Regions from separate parts of the Triticum aestivum genome. Here region 2 is linked to region 1. Evidence: chromatin contacts called from public Hi-C data. All regions are on one chromosome and are shown on one strand. The core of a region is the stretch at or near the end of the contact, and the rest is flanking DNA. Distances in the headings are between cores, read along the strand shown.

The links. A called contact is a pair of places that touch in the nucleus more often than the background predicts.
Region 2: a Hi-C map of leaf shows a contact between it and region 1, with 3 times the contacts expected there. The contact joins the promoter of LOC123104840 here to the enhancer-like site in region 1. A contact is called at or near these places in 4 of 5 Hi-C or Micro-C datasets (leaf and an unstated tissue) and 1 of 1 datasets of contacts at active chromatin or transcription factors (leaf).

Annotation. Positions count from the first base shown.
Region 1 is chr5A:567,527,653-567,532,527 of IWGSC CS RefSeq v2.1, forward strand. No RefSeq gene overlaps it. Among protein-coding and RNA genes, the nearest start is that of LOC123104838, 21 kb to the left of the region's middle. Within about 2 kb of position 1,974, at least 7 of the 8 cell types and tissues checked have an H3K27ac peak or open chromatin away from gene starts, as enhancers often do. A contact at or near this core is called in leaf, where this site is marked.
Region 2 is chr5A:567,652,201-567,657,004 of IWGSC CS RefSeq v2.1, forward strand. LOC123104840 (ervatamin-B) reads right to left here and starts at 1,752. Exons shown (of 2, transcript XM_044526748.1): 1 at 1,187-1,752; 2 at 1-566. The coding sequence starts at 1,703. It overlaps LOC123101564, which reads left to right and starts at 4,705. Exons shown (of 4, transcript XM_044522954.1): 1 at 4,705-4,804.

The DNA of each region.
Region 1 (4,875 bases), core at 724-3,223:
AGCATTTAAAAGGTTAATTAAATTAACAACTATCATGATGAAGCAACTACTAAGCATGGTATGAAACTAATACAATACTAATAAATCACTATCTCAGATCTCCATAACCATATCACTCTTGGCTAACCGGCCAAGCAATATACCATCTCGATCACCTCGTGATCCAAACCAAACGGTGATCTTTCCGGTGATCACAACCATGACCAACACTTGGGCTCAAACAGTGATCTTTCCGGCTATTACTACCATGACCAACACTTGGTCTCCAACATCATCATCAACATCCTGCCAATCTGTACTGCTCAACATATCAACATATAAATATATCACCTATAAGTCATTCCGTCATGTGAGTGTTGACCGAACGGTGTGACCTAGTATGAACCCATGCCCATGACCGAGAACATGGCTAACGATAGATTTAAATATACTCTGCAGAGGTAGCACACTTTACCCACACCACGGAACCCATGGCCTCGCACTCCCATTCGGGTGGACCAACGGCATTCTGACAAAACCGATCTACTGCCATGACACTCTCCCGGCCACTCCGACCAACACCCCTTTTGGGTTCAGTCCTGGGTGGCCCATGCCTACCAAAGGTGTTACGGCCACCGTCGTGGCAAAAACGGTCCCAAACAGGGACAAAGCGCGCAAAACAACTCGGGCTCACAAGGTTCATGTCCGCCTACCTGATCAGGGTAGCGCGTGCCCATAACCTTCCCTATGTTGGAGGCACCGGCGAGAGGCACGACAATAGACCGCATTAGGGCCTTCCCATAAAGGCAAATGTGGTTGCATTGGAAAAGCCCGGTTCGATGGCACCTGACCAACTTAATGACGAAATTTATCCCCAAAATATAACTGTGATAACTGCTACTCCGATATCAACTATCAAACTATAATCCAAGTCATAGCAATATCCAACAAATCATTTGAGCATAATATCATCATACCAAAATACTCCGAGAACAACATAACACTACTATCATGATGAATCCAATAACGATAAAACTACTACTCAAATGTCAAGAACTAATTATCCAACTATGATCCACATGCAAGCATCACCTCCAACATCATACTCCAAAACATAATATCATCTAGCATCATGATGAAAATAACTCTAGCCACTAATAATCCAAAGGCAACATGATATCCAAAGTAATACTTCAAAATAATACCAGATACCATCATGAAAACAATCATAATAGCCACTAAGAATCCAAAGGCACATGTCATCCACATACTCATCAAAATGTATGTCCTAGAACTCCAAGCAATATCATGGCAATAGCAAGATCAAAACAATACTCTGAAATATGCCATGAACAAATCACAAGTAGCTAGAACAATATTTTAAACAAGTTTAAATAAAGAAACCATGTCACTGCATTGCAATCATGCAAATGGAGGGTGTGGCTTGCCTGGGGTGGAAGAAATCACTGGGAAGAAGTGCGAGAAGCTAGCGGAAAGAGTTGCCGGAAAACGTTCTCTCTCAGAGGGGGCTGATTAAGTGCAAGGGAAAAATGGTCAATTTCAGAATGTTGAAACATAATGAAAATGATACCAACAGAACGGACTCGACGAGACGAAGAAGTGGGCGTTGGATTCACCTCATTTGGAGTTGGGAATAAAAAGATATAGTTGTTTTTGTGCCAGGGACCCATCTATAAAGAAATATTTTTCAGCCTGGGCTTAAACAGAAAAACTGAAAGCGCCTACAGCTGAAATACGTTTCTAGAAACGGGAAATGTATTTTCAGTCGCAGTTAACCAAAGTACGCTTTTTGTATAGGAAAACGTATTCCAGAGGATACGTGTCCACTTATCTGACTAGGCAGAGGCGGGACCGGGCGCGTGGTCGCTGACGGGCGGGTCCCACGGGCTGTGGGGCCCGTCACTTATCCAGCTAGGCAGGCGGGGTCAATGTGTACCCGCCGACAGGTGGGGCCGCGTGGAGATGGGGCCTGCCTGGCCTGGCTCCTTCTTCCTCCTCCCGCTCGCCCGCGATGCACAGACGAGACTGGCGGCCTGACGCGGATTCCCGACGACTCCGGCCACCTCTCGCGGCGTGCGACCTACCGGAGTGATCAGCGCGATGGGGCGGATCCATCCAGGCAAGATAGAGTCGCGGGGAAGGGCTCGGCTGAGCGGGCGGCCAGCCGCGGCGAACGGCGATCTTTGGCCGGCAGCGAGCTCATGGCAGAAGGCCACCGGAGGGGAGGGAGAGCACGGGGGCGAAGTCTAGGTGGAGGAGGAGTCTACTGGTGGTGTAAAGAGAGGGTGAGGGGCACTGCCCAGCTCGAATTTGAGCGGAGCCGAACGACGGCCATGGTGCCAATGGAGGTCGAGGAGGGGTTCTGGTGCTCAGGGAAGGGGCTAGGAGGACTAGGAGAGAGGAGTGAGGCTGCTGGTGTGGTCGAGGGAGCTCGGAGTTGGCTTATATAGCCGCGGGACGAGGTATCGCGCTAGCGTCGCCGCAGACGCGTGTTCGGCGCCGCGGACGCGTGCCCGCGCTTGCGAGCTCGGAGGCAGGCGACGAGGGAGGCATAGAGGAGAGCTCACAAGGAGGAGGAGGCCAAAGGAGAAGTAGAGGAAGAAGCCGAGCGCCATAAAAGCTCGATCGGCCACAGTGCACCCGTGGGCGCGCGGCGACTTGCGTTGGTGAGGAAGCAGACCGAGGGGGAGAGGGGTCCAGGAGAACGGCGACGACGAGGGGAAGCTAGGGGAAATTCCCGTGCTTGCTGAGACGCCGAGCAGAGGAGGGGCCCGAGCAAGAAGCCATTCTGGACGCGGCCAACGGTAGCAGAGCACGCGCACAGGCTTGCCATTAATGCGGTCACCGCGTGCACTGGCATGTAGTGGGGGAGATGGGCTGTAAAATGTTGTCTACGGGTAAGTTCATCCAGGGTAGGTCTCAACTATGGTGGTAGATCAGTTAAAAGAGCTATGGTTAAAAGGTAATCACCCTCTGAAGTTTACTGCAGTAAACTTGGGTGAACACTGGTGATCAACAGGTATTTTACTGGCGCCAAAGAGTTTGTCTGGGGTGATTAACTAAGGAAGGACTATGATCCTGGAGGTTTTGAGGCATAATGGAGCACAAACTAACATAGTTGCTTTGTAACTCACATTATGTGTCCAGAATCAATATTTGGATGATGCACTTACATGGAGTAACCACTTGAGGTCAAACTTGGCAGGGCTTAGTGATTTGGCTAGATAAAGGCGCTGTAAAAATTTCATACCAAATAGATTTACCAAAATGGTACTTCCTTCACGACTATCTTCACTGGCCAGAATCTTGCAAGAATTTTAGAGAAATATTGGCTAGGTGAACTGGTGCCAAATTTGGTGTAGAGAAGTTATTTGGGTAGGAGAATGCTCTGGTAAATTTTCAGGCAAAATGAAGCAATATAAAATATACTTGCTTCACAACCTGAAAAATATTGACAGTATCAAAGATTTGATGTTGAGCTCACATAGATCAAGGGATGGAGCTGAAATTTGGAGTAGAGCAATTATATGAGCACATTAAGGAGTGTGCAAAATTTCAACTCATTTGGATAATCCTAGCTAGCACTTCCTTCACAAAGGCTTCCCTTAGACAGGATCTTTGAAAAATCACCGAGGAAGTTTGGCTAGGAAAATAAAGTTTAATTTTGGCACAAGTCAATTATTTGGATAGGATAAGATGTACAAAAAGTTTGGGGTTAAATGGGTAAAGATAAATAGCACTTGCTTCACAATGTGCCATTTAGGACAGGATAGGAAATGAATTTATTGAGAACGATGGAAAATATGGCTAATAAAATATTTTGCCATATTTAAGGAAGATATGACCCAAACAATTTATAAGAATTATTTGGGGATTTTTGGATGGACCGAAATATAGGTTGCTTCACAACCTAGGGTAGATAGGATTATTCCTTTAATAGAAAAATGAATTCTCCCTAGAAAAGAAATTAGGGTTTGGTCAACCAGTGGAGTGACATGATCTTGGCAAAGTTTTAGGATGATGAGCCACTTGGGAGGGGAAATGAGGATGATTTCCCAGGTGACAAAGCCACAGAACCACTCCAAAAAGAAAAAACAGAGCAAAAACCAATACATCAAAAAGAAAAAGAAAAGGGCCAAAAGATATAAGTGAAGCACATAGAGTATTCTAACAAATTCCAAATCATGTATGGCTCTCTCGAAAGGTGTCTACAGCAAGGATGATTGTGGTAAACAAACAAGCAAAGAATCAAATCATACAAGACGCTCCAAGCAAAACACATATCATGTGGTAAATAAAAATATAGCTCCAAGTAAAGTTACTGATAGAAGTAGATGAAAGAGGGTATGCCTTCCGGGGCATCCCCAAGCTTAGGCTCTTGCCACTACTTGTTCCATAATCCATCAAATCTTTACCCAAAACTTGAAACTTCACAACACAAAACTTAAAGTAGAAAATCTCGTGAGCTCCGTTAGCGAAAGCAAATAAAAGACCACTTCAAGGTACTGTAATGAACTCATTCTTTATTTATATTGGTGTTCTACCTACAGTATTCCAACTTCTCTATGGTTTACAAACTATTTTACTAGCCATAGATTCATCAAAATAAGCAAACAACACACGAAAAACAGAATCTGTCAAAAACAGAACAGTCTGTAGTAATCTGTAGCTAGCGCAATATCTGGAACCCCAAAAATTCTAAAATAAATTGCTGGACGTGAGGAATTTATCTATTAATCATCTTAAAAAACAATTAACTAAATAGAACTCTCCAAATAAAAATTAAATCAGTTCTCGTGAGCGCTAAAGTTTCTGTTTTTTACAGCAAGTTCAACAAAACTTTCCCCAAGTCTTCCCAACGGTTCTACTTGGCTC
Region 2 (4,804 bases), core at 502-3,001, 120 kb after region 1:
GGCAATGCCGCAGATCCCCTCGGGCTTGTCTATGATGCCCTTCTTCATTCTGAGGTACCCACTATCCCCCCACTTCTCACCCCATGAGTTCTTCACGATCCAGTAACTCTCCCCAGTCACCTCGTCCTCCCCATACCCTACCACCGTGACGCCATGGTTCAGCCGCGTCCCACATGGACCATTGTACACGCCATTCCGGTAGTGCTGGAAGTTGGCTCCGCCAGCCTCGATCGACACCGCCACGGGCTGCATGACCACCGCGTTTGTCAACGATAGCTCGCTCCTCGTTGCCACACGTTGGAAGCCTGAGATGGAAGCGGCATGGTGCGAAAGCTTTGTGGTGTCACAAGTGTCGTCCTTTGCCGTGTATGGATAGTCTTCCTGGGAGGTGATGCCGCCGTTGGAGGTGATCCACTGCAGCGCACGATAGCTCACTCCACCATTGCAACCATGGTCCAACTTGTCGCAGTCCACCAGCTCTTGCTCTGAGAGCGAGGCAAGTTTCCCAGTCTGGATTTGGTAGATTCCTTCGACCACCGCTACGGTGGAGAATGCCCAACACGATCCTGTCAAAGATAATGAATTTATAACACACACAAGAACTATGAGATAAAATTTGATAGCCGCTTATATTGTCCCTCAAATCATATGATCGACCATCACAAGGTTCAAACTTTGACAAAAAAAATTGATGGTCACCGTAATATATATTTTAAAATTATAAGTGTATTTCAAATGGATTCAACTTTTCATTAAAAAACCCTTAAAATATGGTGATGTTATTCGAATCATTTCCAACAAAAATAAAAACCGGTCAGTTCGATAAGGTCTAAAAACCTTTTCTTTTTGAAATTTCAAACCCTGGACCCCACCGACAAGGAAATGCTTCTTTTTTTTTCTGCATATTAGGTGTGAATACATCCACAAGAGACCCCGCAAATTGGCCAACTGTCTAATACTATAATGCTCAGTTGACAATTAACAGTGTGTATGACAGTTAAGTAAGCAATTGTGTAATCCCTAATGATGAAGCAGCTAGCCAGGCAGCAGGAGCACATGCAAGCATGTGGATCGCAGACAGCCATGTGTTTACAGGGAGGAGGACACAATAATTGGAGACCAAGGGAAGAAATGAACGATGGATACGTGGATGGCGACGGCCCACCATCCACGTAGCGTAACGTACCGCACTGGCCTTGGTTCTTCACCGCCGTGACGGCGCCTCTCTTTCGCCAGTCAACGCTCGCCGGCGCGCCGGCCGACTCGTTCACGTACACCTGCTGCCGGCGGCCACCGGCGTCGATCGGGCCGGCGCGGGTGGTGATCATCATCATCGTCGCGTCGTCGTCGTCCGAGAGGGGCGGCGCCCGCGACGTGTACATGGCCATGAACTCGTCGCTGGTGAGGTCGGTGTAGGCGGTCTCGCCGAGCTCGTAGGTGAGCCCGGCGCCGGCGTCGTCGTTGGTGGCCTCGATGTAGCGCATGTTGTCGGCGTAGACGCGGAGGCGGTGGCGCTCTTCCTCCGGGGTGGAATAGGTCCGGTTGTGCTCCGCCTTCCATCGCCGGAATCGCTGCTCCATCGTCCGCGACGTCATCGGGTCAGTGTCCTCGGTGGCCGAGCGGGACGTGCCGGACGAGCCATGGAGGAAGACGGCCAGGAGGAGGAGGAGGCATAGGGAGCGTTTGGAGAAGGAGGAAGCCATGGCCGTGACCACGACCGTATGAATGGTTGGTGGCTGCTTATCTGATGAACGATCCATCACGCTTATATAGAGGTACAACTGCGCAACGGTTTGATGTGTGGGTACAAGAATGTCAGTCGTGCCAGTCGTGTGCGGTCATCGAGTGTCTTTTTTTTCACGCATTTGCTAAACATGAGGTACCTGAAAATTTTACTTGCGTCAAAAAGTCATTTTAGAGGACGGGTGCATTGAAATCCTATATTTTTATTAGTGCAAAATTGTTATTTTAAAGTTCCAAAAAATTTCTGAAAATAAATCAACATGTTTATATGGATGTATATTAAACATGTGCAAATTTTGATGTGCAAATAAGTAACCATGTGAGTTACATAAAAATGACTAAATCCTGATTTTGGAAAGATGAATAGTGCTTTTTATTATTTTTGTATAGCTTACATGTTTACTTATTTCATCGACAAACTTTACACATACGTATGTAGTATACATCCATATGATCATGTAGCATTCTTTTTGGATTTTTTTGGAACTTCAAATGTGATTTTTAAAGTATTTAAAATAAGATCCTCCAATACACGGGGTTCCAAAAATCCACCCACGTCAGTTCATAGCTAGCTTGGGAACACGCCGCGGGCCAACAGCTGTGTACAGTACTGAACAGTGTCAAGATAGTGTTTTCTAGCTACAGTCAACGAACAATCGATCGAGCAGCCACGCCCAATGCCATGGCCTCTGTAGCCTAGGGCCTGGCTACGCCACTGGGGTGGTAATCCGGCTGGCGGTAATCGGCGGCCTGGGACGCAAAACATCATGCGCAAGAAGAAGAAACTGAGTGTTTGTTTTCAGATATCTGGTGAATAGGTCGCCCCTTTTTTCACAAGTGAGATCAGTGAGTGAGCTATTGCTTGCTTGAGAGATTTTTGCCGAACTAGCTACTGAATTGTCAATACTGCTAAGTTTTGTCATGTTTGTGCAGACTGAAAAACAGTTATCCTGAAATATGCCACACTCAAATCATCTCTATGTCCACCATAGAGGGCAACTATAGCAATTCCTTGTAGGTTAAAAGGTGAATGGATAATTACTAACACAGATCTATATAAACTAGAGGATACCCCTCGCGTTGCTGTGGTAATTGGCTGATAAAATTTTTGGCTGATAACATGAGAATCAAAATTAAAAATACTACTCCCTCCATCCCAGAATATAAGAGAGTTTAGTACAGACGCAAGCGCTCATATATACGCGCATACATTCACCCCTATGAACGCACACACGCACATCCTACCTCTATGAGCTCCTCCGAAAGGCTGAGACGGCATATCATCTTGAGAATACAAGAGAGTTTTTGACACTACACTAGTGTCAAAAACGTTATTATATTACGGGACCGAGGGAGTACATATGACTCATTGCATTTGATTATGTATGGTTGTAACAATATCTATTGAATATCATATTTAAATGGAAAACATTTTTCCATGCACGGTTGAATATTTGTGGTGAGTCTTTTTTCATGCATGATTGCATGTTGATATGGATCTTATCCTATTTATAATTATATAGTGAGATGGCATACTTGAATGTTTAGATATAAGTTAGTTGGGATGTCTCTCTTAGGCATATAGGAGTAAACATGATAAGGGGTGGCATGTAGTCCCTTCTCGTCGAAAAGAATAATACCGGACAACACATGGACCACAAGAAGCTAATGGGCTCCAATGCTCCATATGTGACAAAGCTAGATTCAGATATGAATACTATGTGGGCCTGCTTATGGCTCGAAAAAAAATATTGATGGGCCCTTGAAAATGAGTTACTCCCCTTGCATCATCGTTGTGACCTTTCTTTCAGCTTCTTTACTAAGACATGGAAGAACATTGCAATGCAAAAAGGTGGAGATAGAGGTGATGATTTTATAGTTCTTTGGTACTCCATCCGTCCCATAATACAAGAGCATTTTTGACACTAGGTTTATCAGGAATCTTTGATGTTTATGTTTTTTCTTGTTGCTTTGAGCTCTTTTTTTAGATAAATTACTATAGTCGAGTTGTTTTCCAAAATTAATGTGAAACATGATGACAAATCAAAAAGGAAAATTGTGTTTCTCTCTTTGCAAAAGTAAACAATGGACTCAACACTGTGACATCAAAACCCAAGGAAGTAAGTATAGATTCTAATTTACTTGACAACACAAATACTATATTACAAAATTCGTATGAAATGTATAAGGATGTGCTGTAGAAATTCAAGCATTGCAGCACGATTGTACACCCCGATTCTTCTGGTAATTTTCCTTCTAAGTCGGCTCGTGGTATGTGTAAATTCATGGGTTTGGTATATTTCAAGCAATCAGATGTCAAGTTATTTGTTTTCTTCTTCTTTGTTCACATAAACTTTTTCGAAATGTGTTCTTGGAAGACAGAACATTCTGAATGGTGGTCTAGTCACATTCCGGAAAATATTTTAAACTTCACGTAAACTTGATTATCATCTTTGTTCTTGGAAGACAGAACATTCTGAATGTGTTGCAAATATTTTCCGGAATGCATGAACATATTCACGATTGATTGAACATATTTCCAAACAACATTTAAGGCCACATATTTTAACCCTTCGAAACCATTTTCGGAAATGCAGTGAATATTTAAATTGACGCACGTGCGCCAAAATCGTGTGAGGCTACCCCAGCCTGGTCGTCCACGTCCATGCCTCTCCTCGTGTTGGTGGTCTAGTCAACTTTGAGTGCGCACCCCTCGACACCGGCCAGCGTTCGTGGTCATCACGGATAACGTGACTCTGTGCAAATTAATCCGACATTTGAACGATGTGCTCCCGCCAGTTCTAGCGAAAATGGCTGACGTGTCCAACCGAGAGCATGTAGGGACGGACTCCTTGGCACGGCCGGACACGGTTTTACAGTCCGACATTGAACGTTCGTTCGTTCGTTCGCCTATATAAGCACATAGTAGTACTATGTACGTACGAACGTTGGTCGCCAACACCTCGCATCAAATAGTACTTACTACCCGCAGACGTACGATGGCAACCTCGCAGGCAAATTCCAGGACCAGGTCGTCGCACGGCGAACCGCCTCCGCCGCT